2 separate regions of the Mus musculus genome follow, and region 1 is linked to region 2. The links are chromatin contacts, called in public promoter capture Hi-C maps. All regions are on one chromosome and are shown on one strand. The core of a region is the stretch at or near the end of the contact, and the rest is flanking DNA. Distances in the headings are between cores, read along the strand shown.

Region 1 (3,078 bases), core at 113-2,612, 43 kb after region 2:
GGTCCTGGCAGCCAAATGCTCTCTGACAGAGGAAAAGGCAGTGACTAGGAGGCATAGGCTCACAGGGGTGGGGTGGGGGTGTGGCCATCAATTCTTGGGCGTGGCCAGTGGAGTTGGGTCCCAGTGCTAATTACTGTCAGCAGCCAGAGCATGAGCACAGTCACTGGCGATCTGAAAAGTGTATAGTGCAGGATCTAACTGACTCTGAGGCTGCAGGTAAGCAAGGGCACAGAGTTGGCTGGAGCAGAGCCTCGGGTGGGAGGTGGGGGTGCTTCGGCAGCGCATGCGTCCGGGCTGGGCGGTGCGGTAAGTTGTCCTTGCTCCTCCCTCTGGAGGCCTCTCTCAGGCCTGTACCTCTGACCTTTTTTTTTGTTATAGATTTCGTGTGCTGCAGCCTGCGCTCTGCTTCCTACTCAGTGGTTGCTGGAGCTCTGCATTACCTGAGCGCCTGACTCCAGGGCAGCCCCGTCTCTCAGAGAATGCGGTCTGCAGAAGGAGGGGGCGGGGGGGGGGGCGGCGAGGGCTAACCTCAGTCTCAAAGCTCAAAGAACTCACTGCAGTTCTTCTTGCTGAGGTCCAAATCTGTAGCTGCTCTAGTGTATATCTTTGGTGCATGGGCCCGGCCACCCTGCAGTTTGAGTGCGGACTTTAAAAAGAACCTCTTCTTTTCGTTCCTAGGTAGTCGAAAGCAAGCTATTAAATCTTATTTTCTCATCAGTAAAGGGAAAGGACTTATTTCACAGGGTGGTGGTGAGCACTAAGGTAGCTCACGGTTGATCTCCTGGAATGTGGAAAACAGCCAATGTTCCGGAGACCCACCTCAGGGAATCTTTTCTCCAGTTCTTCCGGGCTGACACACCGAATGACCGTGACAGAACGACATTATGCCTTGACCATGCTGAAAAACGTTTGGCATGTACTTTGCTATAAATGAAAAACCTCCCTTTTCACTGGGCGGGTTGAAAGAAGTAGAAGGAAAACAAAAACAAAATCAAATGAACTTTAGGGTGGGAGTAGCGGGATGAACCAGGGATTTAGGGTCCTGAGATAAGTTGTTAAGAGACTGAGGCCATTTTAGGTGAAGTCCAGATCTGTGCAATTTCAAGAGCTCTGAAGTGCTTATGGAGCCACCAGGTGGCTGGGAGGGGCCTTTCCATTGTGATGGTGTTTTGCTTTGTCCTAAGCTGCTGATGTAATTTCTGCTTTGAACTGAAGAAAGGAATTTTGGGGTCTGTTGTAGGCTTAGCTATAGCATGTCCAAGCCCGTAAGGCCCATGAGACTGCTAACACTGGGTTATGTTAAGCCACTTAGCTTCCAGACCTTGGTAAGTAAAAGCAAGATACATCCAAAGTGATTTTGAGACTGCCCTGTTGCCTTGGATCAGGTAATACCATCCCATTGGCCCTCTCAGAACTTCTTATAGGGTGATGATGTTGCAACTTTATTTGTTATGATATGCTCAGCCTTAAAGTACATCAGCCTGATCTTCGGGGGAGGGCCCTAAGGTCCCCAGAGGACTCTCCAAGCTGCAGGCACCCTGGCACAGCCGGGTCCTTGAGATCACTGGTGAGTAGAACGCAACATCAGTTCCAAAAAACCCAGAGGGTCTAGTGCTAGCAGCAACACGGTCAAAGGACAAAGGCAGGCCCTAGCACACCCAGAATCTTGGGATCACTGAGACCAGTCTATGCAGGAGAGCACATGGGCGGCAGAAGCAATAGAGCTTCTTGGACAGGGTCTCTTTGGGCCTTCATCCTCAGGCAGGAGACAGCTGAGATCCAAACCCCTGGACCCCTTCCCTGCCAGAGGAGAGTCAGCCTCCAGGGAGGGCTCTGACCCCAGGAATCAGGAGGTGGATCTGAACTCCAGACTTCTGTGCACCTTCCCTGCATGAGGAGAGCTTGCCTGCAGAGTGTGTTCTGACTACTGGGACACAGGAGAGAGTTGGTCTTCCAGGAGTGCTGACAGAAGCTAAAGAATAACAGGAGGAACAAGCTCTAGCCAGAGACAAGAACATATAACACCAGAGATTACCAGATGGCGAAAGGCAAATGAAAGAATCTTACTAACAGAAACCAGGACCACTGGACATCATCAGAACCCAGTACACCCACCACAGCGAGTCCTGGATACCCCAACACACCTGAAAAGCAAGATTCGGATCTAAAAATCATATCTCATGATGCTGGTAGAGGATATTAAGAAGGAAATTAATAACTCACTTAAAGAAATACAGGAGAACACTGCTAAACAGGTAGAAGCCCTTAAAGAGGAAGCACAAAAATCCCTCAAGGAATTACAGGAGAACACTGCTAAACAGGTAGAAGACGTTAAAGAGGAAACACAAAAATCCCTTAAAGAATTACAGGAAAACACAACCAAACAGGTGATGGAATTGAACTAAACCATCCAAGATCTAAAAATGGAAGTAGAAACAATGAAGAAAACCCAAAGGGAGACAACTATGGAGATAGAAACCCTAGGAAAGAAATCAGGAACCATAGATATGAATATCAGCAACAGAATATAAGAGATGGGAGAGAGAATCTCAGGTGCAGAAGATTCCATAGAGAACATGGACACAACAATTAAAGAAATTTGATTTGCATTTGTTTGCAAAACGTAAAAAGCTCCTAACCCAAAACATCCAGGAAATCCAGGACACAATGAGACGACCAATCCTAAGGATAATAGGTATAGAAGAGAGCAAAGATTCCCAACTTAAAGGGCTAGTACATGTCTTCAACAAAATCATAGAAGAAAACTTCCCTAACCTAAAAAAAGAGATGCCCATGAACTTACAAGAAGCCTACAGAACTCCAAATAGACTGGACCAGAAAAGAAATTCCTCCCGACACATAATAATCAGAACAACAAATCCACTAAATAAAGATAGAATATTAAAAGCAGTAAGGGAAAAAGGTCAAGTAACATATAAAGGCAGACCTATCAGAATTACACCAGACTTCTCACCAGAGACTATGAAAGCCAGAAGATCCTGGACAGATGTTATACAGACCCTAAGAGAACACAAATGTCAGCACAGGCTACTATACCCAGCAAAACTCTCAATTACC
Region 2 (3,237 bases), core at 665-3,164:
CAAGTTAAAGTAGTTGAGAGAAACTCGTCAGAAGGGCAGGCTATATCATACCCTCCTCTGTCTTGATGTTAGAAATAAATTTGAGGGCTGGAGAGATGGCTCAGCGGTTAAAAGCACTGACTGCTCTTCCAGAGTTCAAATCCCAGCAACCACATGGTGGCTCACAACCATCTGTAATGAGATTGGATGCCTTCTTCTGATGTGTCTGAAGACAGCTACAGTGTACTTACATATAATAAACAAATCTTTAAAAAGAAGGAAAGAAGAAAGAAAGAAAGAAAGAAAGAAAGAAAGAAAGGAAGAAAGGAAGGAAGAAAGAAAGAAAGTTTGAGGTTGAAAATTGTTGGGAGCTGACTCTTAGCAGAAACTACTACCATCTCTGCAGCCATCGCGGGCTATTTACTTACAGGTTGGTACTTTTCCACCCTGATGAGAGACTTGTTTTCCTAGCATGATGTTTTTGCAAGCAGCCCACCACAGCTGAACACACTATAATAATATCCTGTTTTTCTCAGACACATCCTGGACTCCCCAGCTTGTGCTTATATACCCTGTCTTGTTTCCATTCTTCGAATCTCTTGCCCCTCCATCCCCACTCTCTCCCTTGCAGACAGACCTGCAGGCCGGTTCAGAAAAGAAAGAGACCACCACTCCAACTATTGTGTCTAGACAAGACAAATTTATGTTTATCAAGAGGGTGTGCTCAGAAGGTTAAAAAGAATCAAATTCCTTGTCCTAAACACAAGTTTTATAGCACTTGGTGGAAAATACTCACATTTGATTATTTCTTACACTTAAGTAGTTGGAAGAAACTTTCTCTGGGACCAGTAGGTTTAGAAGCCTGGTGGTAAGGGCTTGGGCAATTAACATTTGTTGGACAAGGAATTTATCCAGAGGTCATTTTCGGTTTTTTTGAAGGACAGTTTTTTGCCTTGTGGGCCATGGAAGAATTATAACCTCCCTATCATTTCAAAGTTGGAATGCCTTCCCCTGTGTCTCTTTCCCCATCATTCCTTCCTTGCTAAGTGGACAGGGCTCAGAGCAGCAATTCCGAGTGCAGGTGGGGGTGAGTGGCAATGGGAGTCCGAGGCTGGCAACAGAGACCATGGATTGGAAATGAAGCAATGGGTTTGGGACCCAAAGGCCAGGTAGGGTTAGTGTAAGATTTAGGGAGAGGCTTTGAGGATACGAGATATAAAATGCGTGGAAGAAGAGACCAAAGACTCAGAAACAGACTGGCAGGGACAGCAGCGCCCCCGCAGGGCTGACCGCGGGGTGGGCGGGGCATCCCGGGGGCGGGGCTGGGGCCGGGTGACAGTTACATAACTAACCTGTGCTAGCGGCCGCCGAGCGGTTCGGGCGGCGGGGGCGGGGGCGGGGCCGGGGTGGTGCCAAGGCTGCAGCGGGCCGGGCAAGATGGCTGCCGTAGAGGCCGAGACGGGGCTGCTGACCCTGGAGTCGCTGCCCACCGACCCTCTGCTGCTCATCTTATCCTTCGTGGACTACAGGGACCTAATCAAGTAATGGGGCGGTGCTCTCGGCAGGGGTGGGAACGTGGAAGGAGGCAGGGAAGGAGGCCCGGGGTCGCTGGCTGGACGTGGGCTCCCTCCGCAGCAGGGTGACTGCAAGGCGGCCGTTATCCCGCATAGCGCCCCGGGGGGCTGAAGGAGACTCGGGGGAGCGGTCTGGGCATCCAGGTCTTACCCCTGCCCAGGCCTAGGTCCCCGGGAACTTAGCGCCCTCTCCCTCAAGCCTCGGCTAGGCCGGGTTGCGGAAGAGAGAGGTGGCTCCCTGGTCCTGCACCCCGCGGACCCTCGCTGGCCCTTTGGGGCCTGGTCTAGCGCTGTGGAAAGGCCACTGTCTCGGCCCACGCGCATCCCTGTCGCGCCTGGGGTCCCTGATGACCAGAGCCCTCGTGGGCAGGTAGAACGCGCGCGAGAAGGCCTGCGACCTTCTGACTCTGATGCCATCGTGATCGCGGGCAGCATACACTTTGTCTTGTGTCGGCGACTTTTTTGGCTGTCAGTTTCCCTTTTTATGGTGGGTGGTTGGATTTTGGGTTTTGTCACCGACTTCCGGTGAGGCCTTACAGGTGACTGCAGTTACCTTAGGGTTTCCCAGATGACCAGCATTTACTCCAAAAATAAACACCGGGCATGCGAGAATTCTTTCAGAAACCAGGACTGTTTTAGCGTGGAGGGACAAATGGTCCTGCCGTGTGCCCCTTTCTTGTCACCCTCACCCCCTGTGTCAGGATTGTTTACATTCTTGACCGCATAGCCTGGGTTTCTTGTGCTTCCGTATATATTTGTGGAGGCTGCAAAATGGCCCTCTCACATGGGGAAGACACACTTTTGGTTTTTGCTTCATTACTGGAATCTGGGCATCTATGTCCTCTGTTTTTAGGGGCCTTTAAGAGGTACAGATTTCTTGGAGTTACAGGTAGCTAAGTGGTGGCAGAGATATTTCCTGGGTTTTCTGTTATGGCCTCCACTCGTACCTGCTAAGACATTTGTCTTTCCAAAAAACACACTTCCCCCTACTCAGCCTGTACTAACACACAGAAAGTTTTTCTGTAGGAAAGGTTGGCCAGCTCAAATGTATTTCATCTGAAATAGTTTATTGCTATAACTTCTTATTTAGATAGCCTTCTTTCTTTGCTTGCTTGCTGCCAGAGTTACCTTCTAAAGACCAATCTGGCTGTCATTTTTCTTAAAAGCCCATGACATCCCTGTTTACAACACTGGACCCTGAACTTCTGCAGTATTTAAGGCCCTTACCCAATAGCTTATTATCTAAGGCCTTTCAGGCCTCTCCTCCACTATCATATTTTCTCAGCCCATCAGATGGCACAACACTCGCACATGGTTGTGTATGCTCAGTTCCCTGTCCGGAATACTTCACTCTCCTCAGTTTAGCAACCTTACTCTCCCACTATCTTCTCCAACTAGAGTTTGTAGTAATAAAGTGTGCATTGCTAGAGTGTAAAGATATTTATTTTTGTATTCATCTGCTCAGGTTTGTTTGTTTTGTTTTGTTGAATGTCTGCCATGTGCCAGTTAAATGTAGGATTACAGTAGTGAGTTAGAGAGATATGGTCTTTTTTTTGTAGCTTGACTACTATAGACAAGATGGAAAGTCAAACAAGTATGTAATTACAAAAGGGGCCAAGTATTGGGAAGGAATATGTATATTGCATTGGAAAGGAATGTGGAAGACAGGCTGACCAACTCACAG

Evidence for each region. Capture Hi-C pulls out chosen DNA fragments and counts their contacts.
Region 1: a contact with region 2 is called in a promoter capture Hi-C map of pancreatic islet. The contact joins the promoter of Cd59b here to the promoter of 4931422A03Rik in region 2. A contact is called at or near these places in 2 of 39 promoter capture datasets (liver and macrophages), 2 of 15 datasets of contacts at CTCF or cohesin (CD8 T cells and the NIH/3T3 cell line), 5 of 115 datasets of contacts at active chromatin or transcription factors (the SCID.adh cell line, embryonic forebrain, embryonic stem cells and 1 more) and 3 of 9 other capture datasets (adipose tissue, liver and pancreatic islet).

What each region holds. Positions count from the first base shown.
Region 1 is chr2:104,069,704-104,072,781 of GRCm38.p6, forward strand. It overlaps Cd59b (CD59b antigen), which reads left to right and starts at 1,363. Exons shown (of 4, transcript NM_181858.2): 1 at 1,363-1,385.
Region 2 is chr2:104,026,447-104,029,683 of GRCm38.p6, forward strand. 4931422A03Rik (RIKEN cDNA 4931422A03 gene) reads right to left here and starts at 1,915. Exons shown (of 5, transcript NM_175161.3): 1 at 1,332-1,915; 2 at 776-841. The coding sequence starts at 777. Fbxo3 (F-box protein 3) reads left to right here and starts at 1,353. Exons shown (of 11, transcript NM_212433.1): 1 at 1,353-1,520. The coding sequence starts at 1,417.